Linked DNA regions of Sus scrofa: region 2 is linked to region 1. Evidence: chromatin contacts called from public promoter capture Hi-C data. All regions are on one chromosome and are shown on one strand. Each heading gives the region's core, a stretch centred on a gene start, on an enhancer-like site or on the middle of the called end of the contact. The rest is flanking DNA. Distances are from core to core; before and after follow the strand shown.

What was found. Promoter capture Hi-C pulls out the DNA fragments that hold promoters and counts their contacts.
Region 2: a contact with region 1 is called in a promoter capture Hi-C map of liver, with 3 times the contacts expected there. The contact joins the promoter of ZSCAN2 here to the promoter of SEC11A in region 1. A contact is called at or near these places in 1 of 5 promoter capture datasets (liver), 2 of 47 Hi-C or Micro-C datasets (embryonic fibroblasts and skeletal muscle) and 1 of 2 datasets of contacts at active chromatin or transcription factors (alveolar macrophages).

The regions. Positions count from the first base shown.
Region 1 is chr7:52,824,679-52,832,101 of Sscrofa11.1, forward strand. It overlaps SEC11A (signal peptidase complex catalytic subunit SEC11A), which reads left to right and starts at 4,589. Exons shown (of 7, transcript XM_021098904.1): 1 at 4,589-4,608; 2 at 4,825-5,031. The coding sequence starts at 4,981. LOC110261550 (a long non-coding RNA gene) reads left to right here. Exons shown (of 3, transcript XR_002345782.1): 3 at 229-699.
Region 2 is chr7:52,954,743-52,962,165 of Sscrofa11.1, forward strand. It overlaps ZSCAN2 (zinc finger and SCAN domain-containing protein 2), which reads right to left and starts at 3,265. Exons shown (of 9, transcript XR_002345788.1): 1 at 3,111-3,265; 2 at 587-1,100.

The DNA of each region.
Region 1 (7,423 bases), core at 3,339-5,838:
CAATGTGCCTTGAGAAGGGATGATTAAGGGTAAAAGTTCTGAGGAGGTGTAAGAGAGACACTTTGGGCGGGTGGCAGAGTTAGCTTTAAAGAGGAGGAGGTATTCCTCTTTTAACTGATAAGAAATGAGGAAGAAGGGATGTTTGTGGAAGCAGATAAGTTGGGTAGGGATTAAGGTAGTAAGTTGAGTTTTTCTTCAATAGTTTCTTTTTCCCATGCAATTGGACAGCCCAGGGATAACCAGGACCTACTGACAGCTACTACATGAGTGAGCTCGGAAGTCGGTCCTAACTCAGCTGTAGCCTTCTGGAGACTGCAGTCCCTCTGGACAGCTTAACTGCAACTTCATGAGAGACCTTGAACCTAAACTACCAGGGACCCAAATTTCTGACCCACAGAAACTATGAGACAAAGTTTTTTGCTATAAGTTGGTAAATTTGTTATTTACCAATTTTTGGGGGTAATTTGTTATACATACATGGATAACTAATTCATCAGATTAATGAAAGTGAAGGGAAGGTGGTGATCGGTTTCCAGGACCCAGCACAGTTGGATAACTTTCTCCAGCAGCCCTAGACAACTCCAGACAATATGCTTGTCGACTTTATATGCCATTGATATTATGCGATGTCCAATAATATCTTTTTTTAATAGTATTTTTTATTTTTTTCTTTCTAATTTTGCTGTTTTAAGGCTGTGGTTCCCAGGTTAGGGGTTGAATCAGAGCTGTAGCTGCCAGCCTAAGCCATAGCCACAGAAACACAGGATCCAAGCCGCGTCTGCGACCTATACCACAGCTCACGGCAACGCCGGATCCTTAACCCACTGAGTAAGGCCAGGGACTGAACCCACATCCTCATGGACCCTAGTAGGGTTCGTTAACCACTGAGCCACGAAGGGAACTCCTTCGATAGTATCTTTTGATAAAATAATTTTGCCAAAATCTTATTTAACTTTCTTAATGAGCTATTAACCATTAACACTATGTCTGACTTTAAAAGCTTTTTGACAAGAATGTGTCCTGTCACTGTTTTGACTTTAAAAAGCATAGCTTGAAGTTCCCATCATGGCACGCAGAAATGAATCTGACTAGGAACCATAAGGTTGTGAGTTTGATCCCTGGCCTATGCTCAGTGGGTTAAGGATCCAGCGTTACCGTGAGCAATGGTGTAGTTCGCAGAGGCGGCTCAGATCTGGCGTTGCTATGGCTGTGCTGTAGGCTGGCAGTTGTAGCTCCGATTAGACCCCTAGTCTGGGAACCTCCATGTGCCACTAGTGTGGCCCTAAAAAGCAAAAAAAAAAAAAAAAAAAAAAAAAAAAAAAAAAAATTTAAATAAGTAAAAAGCATAACTTTATTTTTTTATTTTTATTTTATTTTTTAAGGGCTGCACATGTGGCATATGGAAGTTCTCAGGCTAGGGGTCAAATAGGAGCTGCTGCTGCAGGCCTATGCCACAGCCACAGCCACACCAGATCCAAGCCTTACCTGTGGCCTAAACCACAGCTCATGGCAATGCTGGATCCTTAACCCACAGAGCGAGGCCTGGGCTCGAACCCGAAACATCATGGTTACTAGTTGGATTGGTTTCCACTTGTTCCCATTGGTTCTGGGAACTCCAGATAGCTTTATAGTTTTGATCACTTCTCTTACTTTTAGGAAGAAATTTTATCAAAGTTATATCAGTAAACATTATTTTGTGGGATCTTCTTCCTCCAGAAAAAATATTTTTTGTGGTTACTAGATTGGCCACCGAACTTTTTTCAAAAATGGCACTAAAATTTCATTTGTTTGACTAAGTTTCATAATCTATGTAATGAAATAGATGTAATGTACTGGGGGCCAGGGGCAAATGGACTACCAGTTTAATAAAAACATACATCTTAGAGCCTCATTGTATGTCTCATTAGCACTTTTCTTTTTCAACTGCTCATCATAATTCATTACACTTGTGACTTACCCAGACTCAGCACAGTCAGATTCACCCTTCACATCTATGTTTGCACTGGATTCCTGAGCAATGCTTTACTTACACCTTTTTTACTGAGTTTGAAAATATTCAGCATCCTGACTTAGATAATTTTCAACTAACTGATCTGATTAATGATCCATTTTTATGAATTGAAATAAACTACAACACAATGAAATTTCAAATTCAGCACATAAATAACACATATTACAAAATAATACATTACTTTAGATTAACTACATCCTACCAACTGAACATTAGCTGAGATAAACTATAGAGCCAATACAAAATAAACTTTTAAGAGCGAAATGACTATTGAGATATAACATGGTTTCTGAGAAAATCCTAATTAATCTGACATTTAAAATTTATGAAATAGATGGGAACAAAGTTTCTCTTCCTGCTGAAATAGCCTGTAGATAACTTGATATATCACTGGTCCAGGGATCTCATGTTGGAAAAATGCTGATAGATTAGGAGATATTTGCCCAGTCATGTGACTAGAGAACTCACTGAAGTGGAAGAGAGCAAAAACTGAAAGGAAATGTATAGTGTGATCCCAATTATGTGAAAAAATGAGTGTAAACTTTAAGTACATGGGGAAAAAGCACTATAAGGGAAAATTGTTGGAATTACCTGGAGGCACAGTGGGTTAGGGATCCTGTGTTGTCACTGCTGCTCTTTGCTACAGCCTAGGCTCTGGCCCTGGAACTTCAGAATACTGAGGGTGTGGCCAAAAAAACAAAAGCAAAAACTTTTTTTTTTTTTTTGTCTTTTTGCCTTTTCTAGGGCCGCTCCCTCGGCATATGGAGGTTCCCAGGCTAGGGGTCTAATCAGAGCTGTAGCCACCGGCCTACGCCAGGGCCACAGCAATGCAGGATCTGAGCCGCGTCTGCAACCTACACCACAGCTCACAGCAACGCCAGATCCTTAACCCACTAGGCAAGGCCAGGGTTTGAACCGGCCACCTCATGGTTCCTAGTCAGATTTGTTAACCACTGTGCCACGACGGCAACTCCAGCAAAAACCTTTATTTATTTATTTATTTATTTATTTATTTATTTTTGCTTTCCAGGGCCACATCTGAGGCATATGGAGGTTCCTGGTCTAGGGGTAGAATCAGAACTGCAGCTACGCCACAGCAACACAAGATCTGAGCTGTGTCTTCAACCTACACCACAGTTCACAGCAATGATGGATCCTTAACCCATTGAGCAAGGCCAGGGATTGAAACTGAGTCCTCATGGATACTAGTCAGGTTAGTTACTGCTGAGCCACAAGGGGAACTCTCCAAAACTTTTAATAGTGATGATGGGTTTAGAGAGGGGAGAGACTCTCTAAGACTCTCTAAAAGACTCTCTAAGAGCAAAAAGAACCATCACATTCTACTCGCTTTTTAATTTCAAATTGTGGTCAAATCCACATAACAAACAATGTACCATCTTACCTATTTTTAAGAGTAGAGTTCAGTGGTGTCAAGTACATTCACATTGCTGTGCAAGCAATCTCCAGAACTTTTCCATCCTGAAAAATTAAAATTCTGTATCCATTAAGCAACTCCCCATTTCCTCCTCCCCCTAACCCTTGAACCACTGTTCTACTTTCTGTCTCTGAATCTGACTACTTCTAGGTACCTCATATAAGGGACTCAGACAGTATTTGTCCTTTTGTATTCGGCTTATTTCACTTAGAATAATGTTCTCAAGGTTCACCCATGTGGTAGCATATAGGACTTCATTCCTTTTTAAGCCATAATAATATTCCATAGTATGTTTATACTTCCTTTGTTATTCATTCCTTCATTAAGGGACATTTGAGTTGCTTCCACTTTTTAAATATTGTGAATAATGCTGCTATGAACATGGGTATACAAACAGCTCTTCAAGACCCTGCTTTGAATTCTTTCAGGTATATAGCCAGCAGTGGAGTGGCTAGATTGCCTGTCATGTTTTAATCTTTTACAATGAGAATGTACGCATGTATTGTTTGTACGTGTTAAAACATATGAAGAAAAGAGTCTGGTACTGTTAAAAAGCTGGGGGCCAGGGATCCAACCCGCATCCTCAGGGATACTAGCCGGCTTCTTAACCCTCTGAGATACAATGGAAACTCCCAACTTATAATTTCAATTTATGATGGTTTCATTGGGAGGTAAGCCAAGGAAGAGCTGTACAGACAGCAATAAGCGATAAGAGTCACCTTGTGGTGCCCAAGGTAAAAAAAAAACAAAAAACAAAACAGGAGATTCTTCTCAGGGATACTATCAGATCCTGTTAGGTCAAAATAAAGGAGGAAGGGACTGACTACCTGACAATCCGCACCACAGATGGTCTTTTCACACTGTCACATTAGTTTTCTAATCCTACCGGGTTGTTTTCTCTCAAACCAAGAGTTTCCTAAACTCCTGAAAGGTTCAGGCAGTGCTTTGCAAGTCTCTCATATATTCCGCCCTTACCCAACAGCACTACTGAAACAGAGCCGTTCAGTTTCCCTTAGCTCGGTAGACCAGCCCTACCAGAGGAGGCCGGGCTGGGGAAATGTCCAGGGCCACACCCAGGCCCGCGGCCCCGGCTTGAACGCGCCAGCCAATCACAGGCCGGTTCTACTCGCAAACCCCAGAGACACAGCTCCCTATTAGCCAGGTGTGCACCAGGGCCCGCCTTCTGGAGGTTGCAGGGAGGCCTTCTAGCTAAACCCGAGTGGCCGCCTCCGTGTGGGGCCGCGGGGCTGAGGTGGGGAAGTGGGTTTCGGTCTGTTTGCAGCAGCCGAGGTACCGGATACGAAAGCCCTTCTACAGCGAAGCTAGGCCAAGAGGCTGGATTAGGAAGGTCACGCGTCCCTTTGTCTGTTTTCCGCAGCGAAGGGGCAGGGCTGCCCCGGTTCCGCCCCGGAAGCGGAAGTGCGGGCGCCGCGGGGTCCTGTCCAGTGTGAGCGCGGCCGGTGAGCCAGCCGTTCCTGCCGCTGGTAACACAGTTCGTCTCTCCTACTGCTCGCGTCCCCTCGCCAGCCGCGCCATGCTGTCTCTAGATTTTCTGGACGATGTGCGGCGGATGAACAAGCGGCAGGTGAGGTTGGCCACCTACCGTTCTCCTAGTCCCACGAATGCTGCTGCTGCGGTGCCCCGCGGATCTCTGGGCCCCAGTGTGAGGGCCTGAACGGGTCTGACGCTGGGATTACACCATCTCATTGTAGAGTCTGTGGCCAGAGGTAGCTTTATCCGTCCCCAATTTTTAGCCCCTAGCTGATTCCGGGCCTTCTATGGGCGGAGCAGGAAGCCTGGTCTTCTCGTTCCATTCCCCACGATGAGGCAGGGGAGCAAGAGGAAACAGTAGGGTATTTTGTAAGTGGGAGTTGGGGTTACTTATTGTTTTAAACTTGATAAGGCGGCAAACTCATGATTTCTCCAATTGCAGCGACTTCCAGTGGATTCTGGCAACTAGGTTTAGCAGTTAGTTCACTTCTGCTCTGACTTTGGGGGTGCTCCGGAAGGCGGTTAGGCCCAACAAAAGCCATTTTGCTACTTTCAGCAGTTGCAGCCTTTCTAGAGCAGCGGGCTGCGCGGACTTCCCTGAACCACCTCCGAGTTCAGAGTTTGAACAGTTACTCTACTTGCTCGTGAGTCACTTCGCATTAAGGTGGCAGCCCTCAGAATCCTCGGGTATACCTCCCAGTATTAGTGGCACAGGGATCTTGAGATTTAGATCTCCTGGTATTGTCCTTAAACCTTGCTCTGTCTTGAACTTATAGATCGTATTCTAGAGGGTACTAGGAATACTTTTGTAAGGGGCACACTTGGAAAAGTTACTCCTTTTTGTCTTCTGCACCTGTGTCTGTGGAGCCTAGTTTTGATTGCCTCGGACCTTTTTACAGATCTGCCTTCAAGGAGTATAATGTGTAGAAAATGACTAAGGCAAGGCAATTACTTTTAAGCTCTTGCTATACCTGTGAGGTAGATAATGTTATTCCCATTACACAGATTAAGAAAATGAGCTACCTGCCAGAGATTGTTAGGAAATGGGAAGAATTGGATAGCATGGGGATGGGGCAAGGATAAGTTATGAAATGAGCTTTTACCTGCACATAATATCTCGGGGAAAAAATGATAGTGACTCTAGGTACCGAGAGCTAATTAGATGAAAAGAGGGAAACTAGAAGTTTGGTTTTAGCCCTCTAAAATTGCTGTCATTTGTGTAACTTTTCCATTTATGCCTAAATATATCTCATCTAATGTCTGATTAATTTGAGTTGTAGTTTTTCTTTTTCTTCTTACCAGGTTCACAAAGGATTACTTTAGTGCAATAAATTCCATCCATTTAAAGTGTATCAGTTAATATGTTTCTGTAATTATTTGCATCCATTACAGTCATACAGAACGTTTCTATCACCCACAAGATCTTGTGCCCCTTTGTAGTTCATCTCTAGCAATTGGCAACCACTGGCTTGCTTTCTTGTCAGTATAGATGGGTTTGCGTTTTATATAAATGGAATCACAGAGTTTATATGTTCTTTTGAGCTTTGAGTTTTAATTGATTTTTTAACACCTTACTCAAGATTTTTGTTTATTATATGTAATTTTTTTTGTCTGCTTCACAGTTTTCAAAATTATAGTGTTTTACTGTCTTCACAGCATCTGATGTACTGCTGACCAGATTAATGTCTTCTTTTCTGCCCTCAAACTTTCAGTAGCGTCCATTGCCTTGTGGGTTAAAGTCCAAACCCCTTAGAATTTCATTTGTGTTAAGTTTCAATCATTTTACAGCCTGCCATTTCTCACGGTTTCTTTCTTGACCAGTGTTCTTTTCCTCCCTATTTTGTGCTACTGTGTATTTGAACACTGTTCCTTTTCAAACTTCGTGTACTTAGCTTCAGAACACCCCTTGGAGTTCTTTCTGAGTCTCCATGGACTGCCTTAAACTATTAGGTGATCTCTAAAGTTCTTTCAGCTCTTATATACTATTTTATTTGCCATCTCCTCTTTGGAGTGTGGCTCTTTTATTGGAATATCAGAGCACAGTTTTCCCAAGGCTTTTCTTAATCCATGAAGCCCTGATATGTAGTTTGCTTATTTCTGTGGTATAGATACTTCCAACATGGCTGATTCAAGCTACTAACATGACATCAATGAATGTGGAATTAGGAAGAAATGGTAATTTCCATGTTACAGATAAAATTTTAAAAATATTCTCAAGAACATGGATAATAGGGAGTTCCTGTCATGGCTCAGTGGTTAATGAATCTGACTAGCGTCCATGAGGACGCAGGTTTGATCCCTGGCCTTGCTCAGTGGGTTAAGGATCTGGTGTTGCTGTGAGCTGTGGTGTAGGTTGCAGACACAGCTTGGATCCTGTGTTGCTGTGGCTGTGGTGCAGGACGGCAGCTACAGCTCCAATTCGACCCTCAGCCTGGGAACCTCCATATACCACATGTACAGCCCTAAAAAGCAAAAAAAAAAAAAAA
Region 2 (7,423 bases), core at 2,015-4,514, 130 kb after region 1:
CACAGCAACTCAGGATTCGAGCCACGTCTGCAACCCACACCACAGCTCACGGCAATGCCAGATCCTTAATCCACTGAGCGAGACCAAGGATCGAACCTGCAACCTCGTGGTTCCTAGCTGGATTTGTTTTCGCTACACCACTATGGGAACTCCAAAAATAATCACTTTTTTAAGAAAAAAGGACTTTTTTTTTTTTAACTGCTAGAATGTAAATATTTAGATGTTTATTGTACAACAGGGTGAAAGTGCCAAGGAGTGATTTTTGGGGTCTTCAGCCCCTGCCCCTACAAAACTCCATCACTTTCCCAACCATTCTAAAGAAACACAGAAGTAAAAAGTGTGTTAACTAAATGCAGCTTCATGAGTAGACCTCTTAAGCCACTCTTATCCTGAGATCCTGGGACTGTCACTGCACATAACCAGGGCACTGTGGGATGACAATGTGCTGACTGCCTGCAGACAGAGTAGAGGGGTGGGGCTGACCCAAACTCAGTCCTGGTATCACCTTCTCCTCCTCCGCAAACACCACACTCCTCCATCTCAGAGGGGCGCTCCCACTCCCTCCCTATGAGGTTCCGCATCTCACCACTGTCCCGAAGAGTCTGGGTCAGGTCTTCCACCAGGGCCACCGCCTCCTCGCTGCTTTCGGGGCGGTGCTCTTGCAGCCAGGCCTGAATCTCCTTTGGCAGCATGGTCAGCATTTGCTCCTTGGTGTGGACTTCTGGCCTCAGCCAGCGCCGACAGAGCTCTCGAAGACGGCCAAGGGCACCCTGAGGCCCTCCGGCCCCCTCCTCGTGGGGGCTGCCCTTGCCAGCACTCTGGGCGAAGGGCTCGGAATCAGGGCCGTCCTCCTGCAGCACAGCTTCCTGCACCCAGGAGTCATCCTCCAGGATCATGGTAGCAACCTCCTCTTCCTGCTCGTCTTCCTCTTGAGGCACCTGGACTAAGGGGCTCAGAGGATTGGTTACTCTCGGTACCTCTGAGGCCATCATCCACGTTCTCTGGGGAATCACTCAGGCTTCTAACCTTGACCTTCAGTCTTCTCCAGCCCAGCTCTCTGAGAAGATAGATCCCTCCTCAAATTTCAATAAGGTGTCTGGCTAAGAATGAGAAAGAGAACTAGAATCAATACGCAATCTGTCCTAAAGCAATCTAACTCATAGCGGCCCAGAACAGGTCACCAAGTGATTCATACATCCGCAAGTCAATAGAAGTTTCCTGACCTTCTAAAAGGAAAAATGGCTTATTCCTGAGAATACCTCTATAACACAGGAAGTTAAGAAGAATCACAAGCACAAAAAATACAGTATTTTTCTTTCCCAAAGATGAAAGCATGAGCATCAGAAATTCACAGTCCTCCCACGAACCCAGGACTGACTTATCTTGCCCTAAGTCAGTTCAGACTTACTGCAGAGAGGGTGACCTTGCCCTAACATACAACTCAATCACACAACCTCACTGACCACCTAATAAGTTGAGATAATAACACCCAGCCTTCTTATCTGAAGGGGTCATCTGAAGGATTAGCAATGGTTCAAATGTCAAGGCACTTTGAGCCTCACTGGAAGGAAGGCAATTATCTCAATTGCTTTATTACCATATTTTATTTTATTTTTTATTACCATATTTTAAACCATGAAGTTTTAAAATGGTCATACTCTTAGATCCGGCCTTGGCCCTTCAGGAATTTATTTTTTTTAATCATCTTTGCAAACAGAAATTTGTTTGAAGGATGCACAACCATAACATTGTTTCTAAAAACAAACCCCAAAGAAAACACCTGACACCTTAAGAATCCAGCAACAGGAGAAGAGTTAATAAATTATGACACATGCATACAGTAAAATGTATTAAAAACTATGCTGGAGTTCCCGTCGTGGCGCAGTGGTTAACGAATCCGACTAGGAACAATGAGGTTGTGGGTTCGATCCCTGCCCTTGCTCAGTGGGTTAACGATCCGGCGTTGCCAGTGAGCTGTGGTGTAGGTTGCAGACGCGGCTCGGATCCAGCGTTGCTGTGGCTCTGGCATAGGCCGGTGGCTACAGCTCCGATTCAACCCCTAGCCTGGGAACCTCCATATGCCACGGGAGCGGCCCAAGAAATAGCAACAACGACAAAAAGACAAAAAAAAAAAAAAAAAAAAAAAAAAAAAACTATGCTGATGTAATAATGACTACTTTTAGGGCTTTGGGAGGGTAACTGAGAGGGGTGTTTCAAAGAAGCTAGAAATGTTCCAGATCTTGATTTGACAATGGTTGCATAAGCGTGTACATATTAAAGATCTGTGCACTCTGCTGTATGTATTTTAAAATATTTTTAAAATTATGCTCCACAAGAATTATTAATCATTAATGATTTAAGATAATCCTCATAATATAAAATAAATGGATTAAAAACAAACCTGGCAAGGCAGAAAAACCAGACACAGTATGACCCCAATTCCTTTTAGAAAAGAACATATATACACAAGGAAAAAAATATGTATAGAAATTCTACAAAACGTTGACAGCAGTGAAACTACAAATTCTTTAAAATAAAGACTAAAAGGCAAAAGTTATTTTTAAAAATCATCACATCATAAATATTCAGATAACGCTCCTCCTCCCCCAAGAAAAGAAAATAGGGAAGGAAAAAGTTTTTTAAAAGAAAAAGAAAAGCTAGTGGAAACACCGAAGATCTCAATGTGCATTTACCAACTGGCGAGAAGAAACACAGGTATAACACCACTCTTTAATCTGGGAGCCCGGGAAACCGTTTTTAATCAGTTTAATTCGCTGCTTGACCCGGAGCAAGACACGCCCCCTCTGAAGCTCAGTTTCCCCATCCGTAAAATGAGGGGCTGCGCGGGATCGCGTCCAATGTGCCTTCCAAACCCTGCGACCAAGGCTGGACGTTCAAAGAGCTCACTGATAGGGAGAAGAGTCCACATCTCGTCGGTCTCTCAGCGGACCCCGCGCCTAAACCGGGACAGCTGGGCGCGCGGGACGCGGACAGCGCCCCCAACGCCCCTCCCCCAGCAGGGCTGCCCGCACTGGCTCCAGGCCCGTTATTCCCTCGCCTCGGGCTACTTCCTCGGCCGCGTGGCTCCAGCCCTGTCTCTCCGGGCTCACCTCTCCAGAGACCAGATCCTGCTCCTGCAGTCCCTCCGCGCGCAAAAGCGCCCCCGGGCACTGCCCGGCCCCTCCGGAGTTGCGGCGGCTCAAGCCCGAGGGGCACCGAGAACAATGGACGGGAGAGGCCTGCCCCCCACCGCGCTCATTGGCCACCGAGAACGGCCCCTGGAAACTCTCCTTTTCTACTGGCGGATCCGGGCCCAGCCGGGTGGCGGGAGGGAGACTGGGCCGAAGGCATTGTGGGAGATGTAGTCCACCTGGCAGACGCCCGACCCCGCCAAGGAACGGAGTTTGGGCTTGATAGCCTGCGCTGTGCGGGAGGGCCAGTGGCGGGACAAGCGGTTGACTGCAAGTCAGGCAACCTAGTGTGGACCAGAGCTGTGACCCGGGACAGGTCATTTCACTTCTTTAAGTCTTCCAGTTGTCTGCAAAAAAGGAAAGTTGGATGGAAGAGAACTGTGAACTGTGAACTGTGTGGCAAGTAGTATTGTAAGGCCCCTCGACGGCCGAAAGCAGTGCTTGAGCTGGAAAGGAATCTTCACCAGAGAAACCCCTTCTTGTGAGGCCGGCGCCCCTCCCCCAACTTGCAGATCTACTCTCGCACCTGGCTGTTGCACACCCCTTTGTTCCTGCGTCTGGAGGAAAGCCCTGTCTCGCCTCTTCTGCCGCGCACCTCCGATTCTTTCTTCATCTCCTTTTGTGTGGAACCTGCTTAGGCAGAGACACCGCCCGTGGCACACCTGCTCCATGTCTCCATTTTAGTACCTATCCCAGTGTTACTTATTGTTAATCTCAGCACTGGGAGGTGAGAATGGGAGATTAGCCTCTATTGTGATGTTCCCACGGTTGGCGCTCTTGAAGAATGGCTGCTCCATCACCATATGACAACAGGTGAGTAACTAACTGCCTGGAAACCCAAGGGGAAAATATAAGAATGAAGAGAAAGACAGTAATGGTTTGTGATAGAACAATCTGGTGTTTTTGTACAGAACAATTTTTGGGGGCACCCACAATCAAGTGACTGCATTTAATTTTCATTTAAATTTCACGTTCATGAAAATTTAATGTTCATTTCATGAGTGTTTGAGAAATGTTTCATGATTATTAGTGGGTTTTTTTTTTTTTTTTTTTTGTCTTTTTTCTATTTCTTTGGGCCGCTCCCTCGGCATATGGAGGTTCCCAGGCTAGGGGTTGAATCGGAGCTGTAGCCACCGGCCTACGCCAGAGCCACAGCAACGCAGGATCCGAGCCGCGTCTGCAACCTACACCACAGCTCACGGCAACGCCAGATCGTTAACCCACTGAGCAAGGGCAGGGACCGAACCCACAACCTCATTGTTCCTAGTCGGATTCGTTAACCACTGCGCCAGGACGGGAACTCCTATCTTCCAATTTTTTTAATGGAATATACTCATAAACGCTCTTAGTATATTAAGAAAATGGTTTTTTGTCACAAAAGTTGCTATTATTTTTCTCAGTTTACTGTTCCCTTTTTGCTGTTTTTTTACATGTCTATGCTCTCCAAATTGTCAGTCTTGTCTTTTCATAGCTTCTGAATTTTTTGTCACTCTTAGAAAGTTTTTTGCACTACTCCGAAGATTATTTGAATTTCACGAATTTTTCACTAACTAACCTCTTGAACTAATTTAAGTATAAAGATGCAAAGCGAGGTTCAGCAGTTGAGTGCTGCATACTTGGTAGGATAGCATCTTAATTAGCCCAAAGTGACTACATGCAAACAGCACCACCTCCAGGCTGGCCTGAGAAGTCTGCACTGAGATCCTGGATGCAGAATTCCCAGCCACGATCTCTCCAATGACTAGCATTCCTAGACAACAAGATCTCCAAAATGATTGAGGATGATAATTCTTGGACACGATCCTGTATTAACAAAAATTTGTTTTTCCACTTTTCCATTCGCACTGGGAATGGAATTTACACAAAAGGGAAAATATTTGTTTGGTTGGGGTGGGAGGTTAGGGGGTCGGATATAGCCGAAAGCTCCCAGCAGCCTAAGAGTTCCTTTTCCTCTGCTCCTATCCCAAGCCAACCCATGACCACAAGAAACTGGCACTATGTTGTCACAGGAGAATCCTGGAACTGGCCATGTCTGTCCTCTGCCTTATTCTCTGAGAAGTCGGCCCTGGCCAATGTCAGCTTCCCCCTTATTGAGATAGAGAGCAAATCACATTTAAAACAAATTCCTTGTTGCCATTGTGGTTCAGAGGGTTAAGGACCTGACATTGTCTCTGTGAGATTTCAGGTTCGACCCCCAGCCTTGCTCAGTGGGTTAAGGATCCAGCATTGCCATAAACTGTGGCATAGGTCACAGATGCAGCTTGGATCTGGTGTTGCTGTGGCTGTGATGTAGGCCGGCAACTGCAGCTCCAATTCCACCTCTAGCCTGGGAACTTCCATATGCCTTAGGTTCGGCCCTAAAAGAAAAAAGAAAAAAAAAAAAAAAAAAAAGACCAATCCCTGGCATAATGGTCCTGGTACCCAAGCCAGTGCCCTAAGACCAGCTTGGGACAGTGAGCGAGCCCAGACACAGCCCAGTTCAGCGAATAGGGTTGCTCCTCCAAATGATGACAGAGGCTCTGATCTACTAGTGAGCACTCTTGGTTCGAAGCGTCAAAGGACTATTCCAGTTAATTTAAAAGGAACTTATTGAAAGAATGTCAGGGAGCTTACAGAGTACATGGGAGCTGAACCATCAAGCTTGAAAATAGTTAAGGACTAGAGTTCCCTGGTGGTTCATCGTTAAGAAGCGGTATTGTCACTGCTGTGGCTCAGGTTGCTACTATGGCTTGGGTTTAACCCCTGGCCTGGGAACTTCCATATGCCATGGATGTGGCCAAAAAAAAGAGGAAATAGTTAAGGACCAAGAAAAAGAGTAAGGCCCCCTAAAACCACAGCAGCAATCTCTTAGCAGAAACAACCGGGTCTGCCCACCCCAGAAGCCCTGGTGATGCTCCAGCCATCTCTGTTTGTCTGCCTTCTTCTCAAGGTTCCAAGACAAGGGAAAGTGCTTTTGGTTGAGTCTATCAAGCCTGCTCCCTGGACCCACCAGGATGAGGGGGGATTGGATAGAGCTCCTAGATTTCCCTACTAATAACCCCCACAAAGGTAAGTTCTCCAATCTGGAGATTGAAGGCCTCCGGGAAAAACTGGACAGAAACCGCATGTGTCACTACTTGTCTTTAGATGCTGAGCAAGAAGGAAACGCCCCAAGGAATGCTCAGCCTCAGGCCTTTGGGGAGCTCCCAGCTGATCTCAAGGTGATGGGGATGATAAAGATGGGGACGGGCAGATCCTGCTTTCCAGTCACCTCATCACCGTCAGGGCCCACAGCATCTGAGCAGATGAGCCCCCGCATTGAGGCAGGGGGGCCTTTGGGCCTTGAGGATGCAGGAAGGAACTCCCCCTCGCCAAGACCCCCATCATTGCTTAATCCAATCTACTTCCTCAATGACAGAACACGGTTGTACGAAAGGTGTGTCCCATTTTTGCTAATTATACCCCAGAGCCTGGCCACTGAGTGTGATTAGGAAAAGGGACAGTGTTGTAGGCATACCCGTCATGGCTCAGCTGCTAAAGAACCTGACGAGTATCCATGAGGACAAGTGTTGGATCCTTGGTCTCGCTCAGTGGGTTACAGATCTGGCGTTGCCGTGAGCTGTGGTGTAGGTTGCAGACAAGGCTCGGATTTGGCATTGCTGTGGCTATGGCCTAGGCTGGTGGCTACAGCTCCAGTTGGATCCCTAGCCTGGGAACCTCCATTTGCCTAAAAAAAATAAAATAAAATAAAAAAGGGACGGTGTTGTAGGATGCTGTAAGACCAGCCTAAAGAGAAGCGAAGGACTAAAGAGGGGCTTCATCATAGGAGTGACCAGACAGCAAGAGAAGCTGGAGAACAGGGTCAGGGAGATGTTTATTTTACAGAAGGAAGAGTGAACTGGCCCAGGAAGTGTCACTGAACAATTATGAAATTAAGCAAGTACATGACACATACCCTTGTGAAAAGAAGAGCTAGAGTGGGATTTCTTTTTAGAATGGAATTTTTTTTTATCCCCCAAGATCAGTATCATTTCCTGTTTTGTTGTTGTTGTTGTTTGTTTATTTGTTTTTAATAAATAGTTTGCATTTAGTGTGGCAGAGGGACACCCTTTGAACCTCATGTTGTCCCTTGGGGATTCGGGCTTTTCTCCTTCTCTGCTGGCCTGTGCTGGTCTGAGCTCCTCTGGCCCCCTTTGTGCCAAGGAGGAAAAATTTACAACCTCCGGCCAGTTCCCATGCCCTGTTCTGAACTG